3 separate regions of the Mus musculus genome follow, and all the other regions are linked to region 3. A link is a contact called in public HiChIP or PLAC-seq data. All regions are on one chromosome and are shown on one strand. The core of a region is the stretch at or near the end of the contact, and the rest is flanking DNA. Distances in the headings are between cores, read along the strand shown. Region 1 overlaps Arhgef28 (Rho guanine nucleotide exchange factor (GEF) 28). Region 2 overlaps Arhgef28 (Rho guanine nucleotide exchange factor (GEF) 28). Region 3 has its middle 16 kb from the start of Gm41030.

The links. HiChIP or PLAC-seq counts read pairs in DNA pulled down with a chosen protein or histone mark.
Region 1: an HNF4G HiChIP or PLAC-seq map of pancreatic cancer cells shows a contact between it and region 3. The contact joins two enhancer-like sites. A contact is called at or near these places in 1 of 39 promoter capture datasets (embryonic stem cells), 2 of 15 datasets of contacts at CTCF or cohesin (both in embryonic stem cells), 43 of 484 Hi-C or Micro-C datasets (the AML12 cell line, the G1E-ER4 cell line, Sertoli cells and 10 more), 11 of 115 datasets of contacts at active chromatin or transcription factors (the NIH/3T3 cell line, embryonic stem cells, extraembryonic endoderm stem cells and 2 more) and 1 of 9 other capture datasets (embryonic stem cells).
Region 2: a contact with region 3 is called in a FOXA1 HiChIP or PLAC-seq map of pancreatic cancer cells. The contact joins two enhancer-like sites. A contact is called at or near these places in 1 of 115 datasets of contacts at active chromatin or transcription factors (pancreatic cancer cells) and 1 of 9 other capture datasets (embryonic stem cells).

The regions. Positions count from the first base shown.
Region 1 is chr13:97,937,832-97,940,531 of GRCm38.p6, forward strand. Arhgef28 (Rho guanine nucleotide exchange factor (GEF) 28) reads right to left here. Exons shown (of 36, transcript NM_012026.2): 31 at 1,629-1,729. Among named protein-coding and RNA genes, the nearest start is that of Gm34388, 45 kb to the left of the region's middle. Within about 2 kb of position 1,325, at least 61 of the 459 cell types and tissues checked have an H3K27ac peak or open chromatin away from gene starts, as enhancers often do. A contact at or near this core is called in extraembryonic endoderm stem cells and pancreatic cancer cells, where this site is marked.
Region 2 is chr13:97,975,571-97,978,434 of GRCm38.p6, forward strand. It overlaps Arhgef28 (Rho guanine nucleotide exchange factor (GEF) 28), which reads right to left. Exons shown (of 36, transcript NM_012026.2): 15 at 2,860-2,864; 16 at 2,461-2,593. Among named protein-coding and RNA genes, the nearest start is that of Gm34388, 83 kb to the left of the region's middle. Within about 2 kb of position 1,286, at least 38 of the 459 cell types and tissues checked have an H3K27ac peak or open chromatin away from gene starts, as enhancers often do. A contact at or near this core is called in pancreatic cancer cells, where this site is marked.
Region 3 is chr13:97,510,298-97,513,014 of GRCm38.p6, forward strand. No RefSeq gene overlaps it. Among named protein-coding and RNA genes, the nearest start is that of Gm41030, 16 kb to the right of the region's middle. Within about 2 kb of position 1,259, at least 69 of the 459 cell types and tissues checked have an H3K27ac peak or open chromatin away from gene starts, as enhancers often do. A contact at or near this core is called in extraembryonic endoderm stem cells and pancreatic cancer cells, where this site is marked.

The sequences.
Region 1 (2,700 bases), core at 75-2,574, 430 kb after region 3:
AAGGGACAAAGGTAGAATAGAGAGAAGCATGTCGGTACTTTAGAACTCTGCCCAAATGTACGGAATATACTCTGGTTTGGTGGTTAAGTTCTTGCGTTTCCTATGAGCCCTTCTTGGCCCATCCACTGCTTTAGTGGAAAAACAAAAAACAAAAACAAAAAACCATGATATTTCCAAATTTTATATTCTACCAAGAAGCAAACATGTAGAAATGGGTTGGATTGTGCGACATTTGGTTACTGCTCGAACCTCTGGGTTTGGGAAGACAGAAGAAAGTGTACATTGTCTTTTTAATGGACTTCATGCGCCACCTGGTGGTGGTACTGTATAACTACAGTTGATCCATGCGAGGAGAATTTCTACCCTTGGGTATTGTTTTTAATTCTTTCAGAATTTTGTTTTAATCTAATCTTTTAAAGGACGCTGACGCCAAGACATCACTATATACTTGCTTTATCTGTTTATTTCCATTCTCAAAAGGCCCCATCAAGTGTCAGAGTTTCCAGAGGTTAAAACCTGAACTCACTTCTCCACCTGTAACTGAGTCAGGAGTCAGAGTCAAGCCATTTTCTGTGCAGAACTAGGCTGCATCGACCAATTATCTTTCTTCCCAAACAACCTAGGAGCGATTGTAAGCTACTGGCTTCACGCTTCAAAGTGAAGATCACACGGAGAAGCGCAGACAAGCTAAGGCAAACTAGCTCAAAGCTTACAATCAGAGTAAGTAGAGTAAAATTCTGTATTCATAAATTAACTTGGGCCTCTGAGCTTTGCAAATGAATACTAAGTCAGAGCTGACTTTTCTGTGAAGTTCTGAGAGCCAGACTGGTTCTGTCCTATGCCACGTATCTGGAAAACATGTAACAGTAAGATGTTGCATCTGTAACATGTCGTAGTCCCACACTGGTGCGCATTAATACTTGGTAATGGAGCTAAATCAATGCTAGACAAAGTAAAAACCCTTGACCTGACTCCCCACCTCCCAGGAGCACCGAGCTCTTCCTCCCCTCTTATGAAATCACACACGTCAAGCTAATAGGAAGCTGTATGCATATAATTTCTACACAGAGAGGTCCAGCCTACATATATTAGGAATCAGAGAACATCGTAGCACGGGCAAAGGGTGGTTACGTGGATTCCAAGTCTGCGAGAGGAAGGTGGGATACAGGTGAAGAGCAGAGGATCACAGTAGAGAACAGAAGCAAGACGTCCCAAAGTGGAAATCAGTTCAGCTCACGGGCGCCATCTGGTGGTGAAGCGTCCCAGTGTCGGGTCACCTCTCAAACAGGGAGTTGCCAGAAGCAGTGAGAAAAGCAAAGGTTTGCAATGCAGAGAGTAGGCCGGAAGTCAGAGAGTGCAGACACACATATACACAGGAGGGTTGTCAAGCTTTTCGTTTTGGTTTTTAATAACGTCTCAGTTGATTTTCTTTTTAACATGATATATAAAAACCACGAACATTTAAAGAAGAAATAGTTTAGAAAGTTTCAATATAGATATTTAAATAAATCAGAAACAATTCAGAAAAAGGTATTTTCAATCCACTCATTGCCAGAGAGCTGAATCTACTTTGTATACAAAAGCAATAGGTTCTGGTTACTAGCAAGTTGGTTAACAATTAACAATACCTTCTCCCCTGCATCAGAGACTGCCAAGTCGGTTACCACACCCTGGAGCCCGGGATCCACATCCCAACAGCCTCTTCCTTCTGTCCCTTCTGTGACTAATGCTGGAAGCACGCCATTGAGACAGAAACAAAAAGGACAACATCAAACGTCAGCCGGCCAATTACATTCTTCTGCCCACAACTGAAGCACACTTCAAAAAAAGGAGTCATCACGAGATAATACATACTGAATGAACCTACAGGGGGCGCTAGAGATCGCAAGGAAGCCCGCAGTCCCTGCTCTCCCGGAGCTTACAGGCTAAGAGACACCAAGCAGCATCCTTTGCCACCTGCCATTTTAACTGCGCTTCTTTCTTGGGCTCATGTGTCCATGGGCTGTTTGTGGTACCGAGTCTACATCTCGCTTTCATTTAATAGGACAAAGCTGCCTGGGAAAGAAGTAATTTAAAACAGGTGCCCAGTGGAATTACAGCAAGGTCTCTTGGCAGACCCAGGTCCATAAAAGGCTCCCTCGAGGCCAGTACAAGAGCAGCAGCTGATGGACAAGGTTTAGAACGCAGGTCCAGAGGGCACTGATCTAAGAAGGCTGGAGGCAGCTAACACTTTATGGTCTCAGAGTCATAAAAACTGAGAGCCTGCCTCAGTTTCTCCTCATTTCCAGCTTTGCTCACACTTCCCACTTAAGCTTTAACACTGTAAATACATTTGACCTAGGAAAACACATCCAGAGATGTTAAGTACCAAATACAAATTTACCTTTACCGGTGAAACCTCGGTCGGCAGGATTTCATCATTGCTTTATGGATTTCAGTTAAAACTTAGGCTATGTTCACCTTTTCCTGACTTAAACCAGGCTTCTCAAGGCTGCTCCACCCCACCCCACCCCCAACTTCATTGGAGCAATATCTGACCAGGATCCTGACCAAAATACTCATTTTGTGATGTTTATAAACTTCTTTTAAAAATATGGTATCATCACGCATCTTTATTTCTAACAAGGGGCTGCCCCTTTCTCTTTGTTTAAATTTTAAAAATCACATGTATCACCATTAGGAAACAGCAGCTGCCCAGGA
Region 2 (2,864 bases), core at 36-2,535, 470 kb after region 3:
GGAATAACTAAATACTCTTGATAATATCATCAGATGCAATCTTAGATTAAAGGCTGATGCAATGTTTTGGGGTTAGAAGAGACTATAAGTAATTAGTGGCTGCTGAGAGAAGGGGGGACTCACACATGCCCAGGGATGAGCCCTCTAAGTGGCTACCCAATGCGGCACGCTCAACCCGCAACACAAGAGCAACATTAGATGGACTCAGGCAGTATCTGTATATTTATCTGTATATTTACATGAATCATTGTAAAAATAATAATTAAAGAGAAAGGAAAACAACAGAGACGATGCACGAGAGTAGAGAGGGGCTTGGAAGTGGGGGAGGGGAACAGGGGGCAGCAGGAGATGACAGTGGGGAATTAAAGATGCTGAAGGTATATTACATGCATGTACGGAGTGTCATCAGAAAAACCCATTAGCTTGAACAATGTTAAATGCTAATAAAATGATAAATTAACAGCAAAGCTTTTGGAGGTGGAAAAGTTTGAGACAACTTAAGTTTTCATTCATGCCCATGTCATCATCTACTACTCAACGTCAAAATGTGATAGTAATCCAAGTTATATTATATATATAATATAATCCGAATATTTTCTGTAAGTCTTCATACAGCTATTTTTTTAAGTAATATCTGGTTTGACAGCTGAGCATGTCTACAGCACTTTTGGCAATTTCTAGCTTCGACCACAATGCCATCAACACCCACTTAGTGGACTCAAGTGGAGCAGGTCTTGCTTGCACATCAGTTTACCTTAGGACTCATTAATTAAACATAAGTATTAAGGATCAGCTTTGCGTTGGCTCGTGTAGGGGCTGTGAAAAATTACTATGCCCCCCCTTTCTCCTTCCAGAACTTACAGTGAATGGAAATATGCCATAACACACATGGTGGTAAATAACAGGGCCGGGGACTCAGTGATAAGGAAATGGCAAGCCAGGTACAGGGTGGTGTTACTGATGATCTACAGAGCTTACTGAAGGAAGAGCCTCAAAGACAGAAGGTGCTAGGACAGGAGTATTCTGGCTTGTGAGAAGAATGGTAAAGAAGGCGATGTGACCAGCCAAGGAAGCAAGAGGAGAGGAGCCCTTGTGTCCTGGTTAGTTCTTTGTCAATTTGACTCAAGCTAAAGTCATCTGGGAAGAGGGAACTTCCACTGGAAAAATGCCTTCACCACATTGGCTTCTAAGTATTTTTGTAGTTAATGATTCATGTGGCCTGGCCCAGCCCACTATGGGCGGTGCTGCCACTGGATAGGAGGTCCTGGGTTTTACAATAAGCAAGGCAAGTGAGCCACAGAGTTCAAGCCAGTAACAGTATTCTTCCATGGGCTCTGACCCTGCCTCAGCGCCTGTCTTGGCTTTCCTCAGTGATGGACTGTGAACAGGGTGTGTCAAGTAAATAAACCCTTCCTTTTCTAGGTACTTTTGGTATGGTGTGTTGCTGAGGGCCAGGCTGGTCCAGGACTTTCCCTAAGGCCCTGATATATAGAGGAGGAACTTAGTCCCTGCTCTAAAACCAGGTACATACTTGGCAAGTCCAGGAGTAGCTTGAGGCAAGACCTTAGGGACACTGCAGTTTTCTGGATCCTAAGGACTCATTTTCCCCTTCTTTTCGGGCTGTGGTTATTGATTCCCGGGACTTTGCATACTCTGTCTTTGATGCCTTTGAAATATCCCGTGTTCCCATTATGCAACAATGCTTGATTAGCTTCCTGCTGGTTTCTAACCACAGTATGATAGCTTTCTGCTGACTCTGTTTCATTTCTCCCCTGCGAACTGTACCTAAGATGATGTATTTCTTAAGAAAGTTGCTTGGCATCAGACAGCGCTTATGTAAGACCTCCCGATTTTCAAGCTTTCCTGTCTCCTTTGTTTTCGGATCCCCTGGTCCTTCCTCTTAGGAACCCGTCGTTGAAAAACAGCCTGCTGGTCCTGGTCATTGGAGTTTATCACAGCCACAGAAAACCAACATAAGTGGACCAATTTTAGTGGTGGCTTCAGGTGAGTGAGGGCAGTGATGGGTGACAAGTAGGTGGGTTTGAGATACACGTTGGAAACCGAGTGAAGAGAGTTGCTAAAGGACCAGCATGCAAGAGAAAAGGCGTCATAAACAAATCCTCTGAAGTCTTGTGACAAGTGTCTGTCTGGGGCTATGGGTGGATCGGCTTGCCAGCAAGCACCGAGATGGGATAAGATCTCAGTTTCCAGCAAGTAACATTCAAAAGATGTGAAATATTCAAGTGGAGACGTCCAGCAGACAATGAGGTAACAGGCTTAGACTTAAGAAAGTCATCGACTGGACACAAGTACCGAATGACCAGTACTGACCACTGCAAGGCAAATAGCTCTGTGATATGTGAGGCCCTCACGAGTAGGTCTGTGCAAACCTGCTGAGCAGTGGTTTTACCCTTGGGAGCTTTCAGGACAGACAGAGAACACATCACACATGGGACTTACTGGCACACTGGAGTGACTCTTTCCCCAGGAGTGTTTTATCACAACCGGAGCACTGCAGAACCCCGGAGAACGTTCCCGGGACAAACTGATGTCGATTCATTTTTTCTTTTTCTTTAGTGTCCTTGTTTTTCATCTTCAGAGGCAGCAGTCATGATAGAAAAAGTAGGAGGAAACATAGAAAACAGTCACCATCTAACACTCTTACAGAGCCCTGGCATCCATGTGAGCTGACCCATGCACGGGCTTTAACAATCCTAACGAGCTGACAAGAATCCGTAAGAAGGGGCATGTACAGTCAGAGGCGGGAGATGGAAGGGGAACACATACAGGAATGCCTCTAGCTGCTGAGGACGGAAGCCTCCTACACTCTACAGCAGATAGGCACAGACACTCAGTTACCTTAG
Region 3 (2,717 bases), core at 9-2,508:
GCTTGTGCAGCAAGCCCTTTACTGACTGAGCCATCCCCTCTCCTTAAGAGGTTCAGGATTTTGTTGAACTTGCCCTGTGATGGGAGAGCTGCCATCAGTGTTTGATGATCAACTTTGTGACGTATTTTCTCAGTAGTCCCTACCTAAAGGAAATGATCTATCAGGTACTCATTTTGGTGACGAGAGGACAGTAAGATGCTGGTGTGTGACATGAGATTCATTGTTCTCTCTCAATTCAGGAAAGGTGGCTGCAGGAAATGGACTCTGTGTTTATTCTGCTCTCTCTCCCTCTCTCTGGGTGTCTGTTGGCCTTGGCTCAGCTTCGAGCTTTCTGGGAACCCAAAGCCCTGGCTGATGGCGTTGTTGGACCTGGGTTCCTCTGAGGAAGATCTGTCTGAGAGAGAAGAGGAGATAAAGCTGAGACGTTAAATGTTTCCAACAAAAGCTATTAGGGCAGAATTTCCTGATTCAGCACTTCCCGGCATTTTTTGAGGTTTCTCCACAGACAACGTACAGTTACTTTTTTTTGTATGTGTGCATGTGGTTTTCTTTATTTAGTTTTTTTCTCCCCCTAAGCTTATGGGTTTTCTTTGATGAGATGGTTGTGCAATCCTGGCATTGCCAGGAAACGCTGGTAAGTTGCTGGTGGCTGCTTACGCTCAGTGCCAGGGGAGACCCAAGCATGGCTCCTGACTCTCAGTGGTGGGCAGAACTGCTATCACCTGTGTACCCCTGAGCTGGGCTCCTGGCAGCTACAGCTCTTGAGCTCTGTCCCTTGCTAGCACTGTGGAGCTTGAGTTTATTGACTTATGAGTCACATGGTCCTTGGCTTTTGTGCTGGGTTGAGCTGTATCTTCCCACAGTGGTATGCTGAAGTCCCTGTTCCCTGTACGACAGGATGTGACCAGATTATTGTGAGACATTGTTTCTGTTCAGCCGTTCCACTCCTGGGAGCTAATAATCTACTCGGAGGCAGAAAGCCTTCATAGGAAACAGGTCACAAGGCACGGCATTACAGAATTTCAGGACCGCAGAATCTGTGCCCTGGAGCAGCCAAGCAGTCCTTGACAGTGGCATCTCCTTAGACACACAGCTGGGTTCCCAGAAAGCCATCGTCTGGCCTCTCTCCCTAGACTGGTGAGTTTCTCTGTGCCTAAGCTTTCTTCTTTGCAAAGCTAGGTTTACTTGTACGGATTTTACGCTTGATAAGAGAATGGTCAGGCAGAGGGAGACAAACTGTAGCTTCAAGAGGACAGAGTGCCTCCTCACTGACCAGGGAAGATGTGGCTGGTTTATGGAAGAAGAATCTCATGGGCGGACAAATGCTCGAAGCTCACCGACAGGACCCACCACCAAGGGATTAGAAAGGACTGCACATGGCCCCTGACATAAAGAGGCTTATTTGTCTAGAGGACCTCATCTGTCAAAGTGAGCTGGGAGAGGCCATCCGAGAATCACAGTGTTTTGCCAGGTGTTAAGGAAGCACTAGGTCCTGATCCTAGGTTGCAGTCCTGTTTGTGGGGCTCCCCTGCTTCCGGCGCTCCCCTGCTTTGGAGATTTCTTTCTTTCTCGTTTCATCCTCTGTAAGGACAAAGACAAAGACCTGGCTTCAGGGTCCTGCCACACACGAGCTGTGCAGCCGTTTGTGAGATTTCAAGTTTGCTTGTGCTCAGCCTTTTCATTTTCATAAACGAGAAAAATAAGACCTGCTTTTAAATGCTTCTGGCCTCAGGTCTAAATGGAAGCCAGCATAGCATGCCTATCATAGCAGAGAGTGATTGGTCAATGTCCACCATGTTCACATAGGTGATTTGACTCTGGTATGGCATCTGGGGCGAGTGGTGACTCTTAGTAGCTGGTCTTGAAATTCATTTCAGGATAGGTACTGTCCACTTTGTTCAAGAGTTGGGGTAGCACTGATCTCTGAGAAGCTGAATCTGAAGAAGAGTCTAGCCAAGGGATCTTGGCTTTCTCCAAAGTTCATGGACTTAGGCTAGCAGACCCTGAACACTCATGCTGTGGCCAGGGGCAGCAATAATGACTGCCTGGGCCCATATTACTTCTTCTCTTCTGCCACTGGCCTGAACCAATACAACCAATTGTTCCACTCTTCCATTTGGTAACCTGGAAACTTCTGAAGATCTATGACAACCGCATTGCCATTTCTGAGGAGAAAATGAACAAAAAGACAGCTATGTGGCAGAGGCAAGGATCAGGCAAGTCTCCAAAATTTGGCAGAAAGGGTTGGGGTTTGAAAGACAAATGTAACTAGAAAAAGAACTTGTTCTTCCTCCTTCTACCCCCATCCCCACAACCACCCCATCTCTGGGATTCTATTTCCAAGATATTTAATTTTGAAAACTTAAACAAGAAAGTGGTTTTAATCTTCAAGGGCTCTCATTAATCACCGTGCCTGGCCCAGTGGAGAGAGAGAGAGATGACTCACTTTTACAGTTGATTTCGTGGTAATGGAGGGTCAAGGCCTGCCCCTACACTGCCCCTTTGTCGAGCTAATGGAGAAAGCTCTCACTGAGGAAGCACCCATTCTGGAGCAATTTTTCAATGGAAAATTGCTGACAGGAATAGCCACCGACAAGAAAAGATTTCTCTTAGGGAAACAAAGTAAGTGGCTCGGCAGAATTAGAAACACAGAGCCTGCCTTGAAGAGTTGTGGGGTTCAATGGCAGGATAGAGCAAAGGAAAGGCTTTGGTGTGTG